Regions from separate parts of the Ovis aries genome. Here region 2 is linked to region 1. A link is a contact called in public Hi-C data. All regions are on one chromosome and are shown on one strand. Each heading gives the region's core, a stretch centred on a gene start, on an enhancer-like site or on the middle of the called end of the contact. The rest is flanking DNA. Distances are from core to core; before and after follow the strand shown. Region 1 overlaps SRGAP2 (SLIT-ROBO Rho GTPase activating protein 2). Region 2 overlaps SRGAP2 (SLIT-ROBO Rho GTPase activating protein 2).

What was found. Hi-C and Micro-C count contacts between places; a contact is called where the count stands out from the background.
Region 2: a Hi-C map of liver shows a contact between it and region 1, with 3 times the contacts expected there. The contact joins two enhancer-like sites. A contact is called at or near these places in 2 of 16 Hi-C or Micro-C datasets (liver and tail adipose tissue).

The regions. Positions count from the first base shown.
Region 1 is chr12:3,829,359-3,832,487 of ARS-UI_Ramb_v3.0, reverse strand. All of the region lies in intron 2 of SRGAP2 (SLIT-ROBO Rho GTPase activating protein 2), which reads right to left. Among named protein-coding and RNA genes, the nearest start is that of SRGAP2, 15 kb to the right of the region's middle. Within about 2 kb of position 1,582, at least 6 of the 54 cell types and tissues checked have an H3K27ac peak or open chromatin away from gene starts, as enhancers often do. A contact at or near this core is called in liver, where this site is marked.
Region 2 is chr12:4,009,438-4,012,924 of ARS-UI_Ramb_v3.0, reverse strand. SRGAP2 (SLIT-ROBO Rho GTPase activating protein 2) reads right to left here. Exons shown (of 23, transcript XM_027976230.2): 9 at 1-50. Among named protein-coding and RNA genes, the nearest start is that of IKBKE, 67 kb to the left of the region's middle. Within about 2 kb of position 1,319, at least 31 of the 54 cell types and tissues checked have an H3K27ac peak or open chromatin away from gene starts, as enhancers often do. A contact at or near this core is called in liver, where this site is marked.

The sequences.
Region 1 (3,129 bases), core at 333-2,832:
ACATCAATGTCAGTGTCCTGACTGTGACGCTATACTGTCATTTTACACAGTGTGAACCATCGAGGGAAACTAAATTAAAGGTATATGCAATCTCTGCATTATTTCTGATGACTGCACGTGAACGTATAATTATCTCAAAATATTTTATTTAAAGTATTTCAAGCAAAGCCCAGAAAACAAAAAGCAAAAAGGCCTGAAATCACTCTGCCCTGCTATATGGTACCAGTTAAAGGTTAAATAAGATAAAGCGTGGAAGGCATTTCTCAGAATGTCAAGTGCTCTATTAACACCAGGAGGTAATCTCAATCCATTCCCTCCCCCCTACCCCCACCAGCCTTATCAATGTTACTCACTGTCAGACTATTCTCTCCCTTCTGGGCCTTCTATATCCCTCCACTGTAGTCCTACCACCTATTTGTGTGATCTGTCCATGCCTTTTAATAGGCTGAAGCTCCTTGAAAGCTAAAACCCTGTTATTTACCTCTATATGCCCACAACCTAGCATATAGAGCACACACTAGGTGCTCAATAAATGGATGCTGGATTGAAATTAGCTCATGATTTCCTTGTTCAATACAAGGTGAGCCCAAACTGGTGGCACTGAGGAGGGGAGGGGACTGGGAAGAACACCTCGGCAGCCACGAGCCAACCCCGTGAAAGTTTCCTCAATCACCTCCTCCTTCCCCTGGATACTGAGAACCCAAGCGAAGCAAAGGGCTGTCCACAGGGTGTGGCAGTGGAAGCAAAAGCAGGATTTCAGTTCATCGCCTCCTTTTTTTTAATCTTGTTTCAAGCTCTGCAAATAAAGGAATTGACCGTTTGTAGTTTGGGTCACTGGAACAAGATGGAAAGGTAGGCCCGGTGTACTCTTCTGGAAAAGATTTTAAAGGTTAGCTGCCAGACCTTTTCCTGACAGGATTAGACTGAAGAATTGCCCAGGGCCAGAAGAATGTACTAAATGATCTGTCAGGATCTCTCAGAGGCCTCACACTCTCTGCCTAGGCAAACAGGTGTGGCTGGTGGGTGGGGAGGGGGTTCCCGTGCCCTGAAAACAATGTTAGCTCCTTACTCCTCCTCCAAATAGTTTCAAGCATTAAAAAAAATAATAATAATAACACAATCGAGTGCTCTGTTGCTCCTAATGTTATCGGATAATTTTTCAAATTCTTACTAAATCACATATCACAGTCTTATCTTCAATCTCCACAAACCAAACAGCCCTGCTTTCACAACATGCCCACTGAGCCTGCAGAACACAAGTGCCCCTCCCAAGTAATTCCAGCTCTCATGAACATGAGATCGCTTTGCACTGAGTTTTGTTAAGAGAGAGAGTGTGTGTATGTGCTTGTGTGTGTGTGTGTGTGTGTGTGTGTGTGTGTGTGTATACGCATGCATCGTCTCCTGTGAGGAGCAAGAAGACTTGAGGCAATGGAAGGTTAAAAACTTGGGAGGTTTGTTTCCGTCTGGATAATGATTAACCTTTTGCTGGTGAATCCAGAAGAGCCAGCATTTCTGGACCAGCAGTCCTGCTCCCTGGCCCAAGTGGGAGAAATCTCACGGGCACACATGCACCGTCAGAAAGGACGAACTGAGCAACCCACGTCAGACTGGCAGTGCGAGCACTGCGGTCATTTCAAAGGCTGGGTTTAAAGACTAGGTGTTTTAAAATTGTGTTGTCACTGGTCTTAAAATATCCAGATCAAGAACCTCTGTAATCAAAGCAGCAGATATCATCTACCCAAAATGCTTCAATGTTTGTTTAAAATTGCTGACAGCAAAAAGCTGAGATAACTTACATCACCACAAATCACTGAATAAATACGAGAGATCAAGAGATACAGCACCAGTGACTCTAAGGATGTTTAAAACACAAAGCTTATTAATGTCATTTGAAGATGAAACCTTACACTCACATGCGAAATCTAATTTTTTAAAATGATATTAATGAACTTACTGACAAAACAGCAACAGACTCACAGATTTCGAAAGTAAACTTATCATTACCAACAGAGAAACATGGTAGGAAAGGATAAATGAGGAATTTTGGATTAACCTATACATACAACAGATAATCAACAAGGACCCACTGTGTAGCACAGGGTACTCTCCTCAGCATTCTGTAATAATCTATATGAGAAAAGACTGAGAAAGAATGAGTATGTATTGTATAACTGGATCACTCCACTGTTCACATGAAACTAACACATTAGAAATCAACTATACTCCAATAAAATGTTTTAAAAAAGATGAAACTGTAAACCAGAGGTAGGAGAGATAAGTAGGAAGAATTACGACCTCTGTCCTCCGGTTTCTAGCCTTCTCTCAGGACAACTATCAGTGTGAAACCTCTGTGTGTCAACTCATTTGAAGATAACCACTTTGGATCATATGTCCTAAAAATGATGAAGCAAGGAACCAGTAATCTATCTTTCTATTTTATAGCTGAGAATCCCAAAGGTGGAAGGACTCATCCGACACGGTGCAGCTCCATGGCCCCACAGCCCTCCCTCCCTGTGAATGATATTTTTTTAAACGCCCTAATGATAAAAATGTGAGCTGTCATCATTATTAATAGTACTCATTTTAAAACAACAGACTGTTACTTAGCCAATTCATTAGGTGGAGCAAAAACAAACATAATCGTGGAAACACCTCCATTCTGTATCACGGCATACCTGATCACACTTCTCAAAGGAATCCCTTTATTGACAAGGGCCTACCATATGGAGAGGAACAGAAGGTGCAAGAGGCCGTCCTGTATCCTGGCAGAGCCTGAAGCCACTTACCCAAAGCCCAGATGTTCGCATCAAGCCTACTCAGCTCCACATCCACACTACCTCCCCTAGTTTGCCCCAGCCCAGATGTCAGGAATTAAAAATCTCCCACTTCCTTATTTCTTTAATTTTAATTAGAGACAATCACCCAACTTCCTTTTTCTTTTAAATTCAAGCTTTGCACACAACATAAGTGACTATAATACCAAGAGTTAAACAAGTTCCACCTCTGGCCCACCAACATTGATGAGGAAAACTATTATCAGGAGAGGATTTTCTCAGTTTGTAAGTTTCTGAGGTTACTGGAATCTCTAGGTTTACTATATTTATCTTGATTAAAGCATTTATTGTCCCT
Region 2 (3,487 bases), core at 70-2,569, 180 kb before region 1:
CTCTGTACCAGCTCACTCTGGACGGGCTGCTGGGCACAGAGCTGGGATGCCTGCCAAAAGAAAGCAACACCAGGTCAGGGAGAGGACACAGATCTTTTGTCAGAGGCCCGTTACTGTTAATAAAATGACTTATAGTCAAGCTGCAAAGCTCATAATTCTAGGTGAAAACAAAATCCAAAGCCAAAGTGTGCAGACCTCTGCTAGGACCAAATAGCACAAGAAAAGAAGGAGGGATAGAACCTGTTTGAAAAGGTCTCTCTCTCTCTCTTTGGAGCCCACCTCCAGCCTGGTGCTTGGCAGAGGCAGGTCTATAAAGGGATGGCGGCTCCCAGGAAGCCGGAGTCGGGGCAGAGAAGAGGGCTTCAGGCAGCACTGGCTCCAGGCGCACAAGCTTTGGCACAGGGAGGGTTTCCTGCCAGAGGTCCAAGTGGCCACCTCTCTGGCCCCACCTTCGTTCCCCGCTGGGCACCAGAGTGAGAGCCAGAGAGAAGTGGGTCAGGAGGCTAACGTGCCGCTGCTGGAAGCCAGCGTGTGTTTATAAATCTGGGTCGTGCATGAGAGCTCTGACTCAATGAGAGAAAGTGTGAGGCCAGGAGCAAGTCCATGGGCGCTGCTAGAGGGCCGCAGAGGGCATGGAATCCTGTGGAACTTGGCATTTCCAAGAAGCCATCATTTCACCCCAGGTCGTCACCAGATCTCTGTGGGAGAAAAGTCTGTCTTTCCTCCAAGGACTGCTGTCAATAAGCTTCACCCTGAGTGAGGGGATGGCTGAGCCACTGTCTCCTGGTGGGGCCATGGCGATGGTGTGGGCCTGAGGTCACCCACCGTCCCTAGCATGACAGATGAGGAACAGAAGGCTGGCAGGCTGCGAGGCAGGACCACGTGCAGGCAGCTCCTGTCACCTGGCCACCACGTGTCCTTCAGCCTCTCGCTTGAGGAGAGACATCTGGATAGAACCAGCCTCCTCCTTCCCCAGCGACGAGCGGGCACATTCCCAAGCCCACAGACCATTCTCTTGCTTGAAAAGACAAAACCTCTCTTCAGATGGAGGGGGCTGGGACCTGACCTTTTCCTCCATTGGCTTTTAAGCTCTCAACTGACTTGACCTCCTCCCCCAGCTGAGAGGCTGGCCTGAGCCAGCTCTCAGATCTGAAGAGAGCTGACTTCATCCTGGCTCTTGGATAAGCAGACACAATGGAGAAAGCTCGGTGGCCAGGATGGGATGGTGCCAATAGTGAAACTCTCTGGCTGCCTGATGTCACCGGTCAGGCATCCAGAGCCCCACGAGCCTCTGGGGGCACCAAGGGTAGAGCCAAGCGCCTCCTCCTAGTACATCGGAGAGTGCTTGGCGTCAGTCCCTGTGCTGAGTGCCCCAGAACGCCAATCAGTGTGGGGCCTTGGCCAATTTCAGGGCTTCCGGTCCGAATGCCACCCGAACTTTGGCCCTAGTTCAAGGACTTCCAGGCAGCTCCCTCTCCTCGCCTCCACAGTCTACACACAGCCCTTACTGACTGGGGATAGATGGCTGCAGGGACCAAGAAAGACTGGCCTTATCGCTTTTTCTTCTCCACTCACATGAAGGCAAGGCTGGAACGCAAAACCTTTGCATGATCTAGGATTCACCCTGGCCCCTGCCTGGCTCAGCCACCGATCAGCTAGCATCACACAAAGGGAAGTCCTAGGCAGAAGACTGAACTATCAATTTTTAAAGTAACTTCAGTCTAGCAGGCGGGAATTATGGAGGGAAAACCATCTCCACGCTTGTTTCTTTAAGAAGCAGCAGGGCTGCTGATGCATGCTTTGGCAGTGGTCCTCTACCGGGGTGCAAGGTAATGCATTCCAGCTGTGCTCCGGAGTATGGGAATGAGGCTCTGACAGGGCGAGGAGGGAGCCTGAGCACCCAGCGTCTGGAATCCCCCTTTATGGAGACAAGCTGCTGGGCTTAGCAGGCAATGCAGTCAACACCAGAAAATAGTATTAATATCACTCCCCTCAGCTGGTCCTCAAGTTCCACTGCTTCTTGGGAAGGAATCTCCGTGACAGCTGGAGAAGGGGTTTGGAAGGCAAGTCTGACCAGAAGCCAGAGCAGGTGAGGAATGGGGCTTCCTGGGGCTTGGTGACACCCCACCCCCGTATTCTAGCTGCACACGCTGCCATCACCCTTCCCCATCTGTTCAAGGCTGACATTTCCTGAGCCACAGCAATGGAGGCAAACTGGAAACGGTTTGGTTTTCCCAAGGAGAGGAGGAAAGAAGCCATCCTCACACTTCTGCTCTTGGGAGGGAAGCGTCCCGCCCTGCACAGTGGACTCCTGCTGACGCCGCCACAGCTCTCATTCTGGAGCAGCGTTTTCTAAAGAGCACCTGGACGCTCATCCTAATGGAAGCACTGTTCCCTTGTTGAGAGGACACGGCTGTTTTTCTGCCACCCAGCATACCTTCTTCCTTCTTCTGGTAACTTCGGCCTGACTGTCCTCTGAGGGGGAAATTTTCACTCACAACTCAGGCTCTGTGCTTTGCACGGGACTTTCCCAGACTTGAGGCTGCAGGGTACGGCCTCAGCTGACTGCAGATACCAACCACAGTGATTGGCTCAGGGATAAGCAAATCACCCAATCAGAGCCATGGAGACAAAGGGAGACTGTGAGGGCTTCCGGGAGGGAAGATACTCTGTTCGTTTGTTATTCTGGCGGCACCATGCAGCTTGTGGTCTGCCGGATCTCAGTTCCACTGTGCAGGGATCACACCTGGGCATGCAGCAGGGAAACCATGGAGTTCTAACCACTGAACCACCAGGAATTCCCAAGGAAACAGATGTTCTTTCTGTTGGATTTCAATCTACAGGGGGATAAGGCTGCAAATATAGGTTCCTTGCCCCCACAGGATAAAAGCCTATTTGAGAACAGAGCCAAAACATAGGATGTGAAGCAGAGAGAGAAAAACTGAGCCTTTTGATATGATTCCTAATCCTCACTTCACCCATGCCTGAAGATCTGTATTGAGCCTTTCTGTTATGTGAACTTTTATATCCTCCTTCTGATTTAATCCAAAGGTCAAATGGTGGCTCCTAAGCCAGGAACAAGATTCACTTTGATCTATATGAACAACCACCAGAAGTGGAACCTCAAGATTCAGAGGTTCCAAAACCAAAGAGCTTCTCTTTCCTCTCACTTCAGGTTATTTGGGCCCTTCTTGTTTTAGCCATCAGAGGTAAAAAGTCAGAAACAAGGCCCCTACATTCATGCACTGCTACCTGGACAGCCATTCTTAGGGATGACATCTTAGCTCTTGTCCTTTCTGTAGTATCCATTCTTTTTTGTTCAATACCTAAGTAAAACTACCCCTTTTATCACAAACTTCTGAACCCATGAGAATAAGTGCCTTCAGAACTCTGACAAATGACAGAAGATCACGCCATCAGCTTGCTGAGCTCTCCCTCCCCATCAGAAACCTTGAGTATCTGGCTCCATCTCAGCCCTCACTTCGTT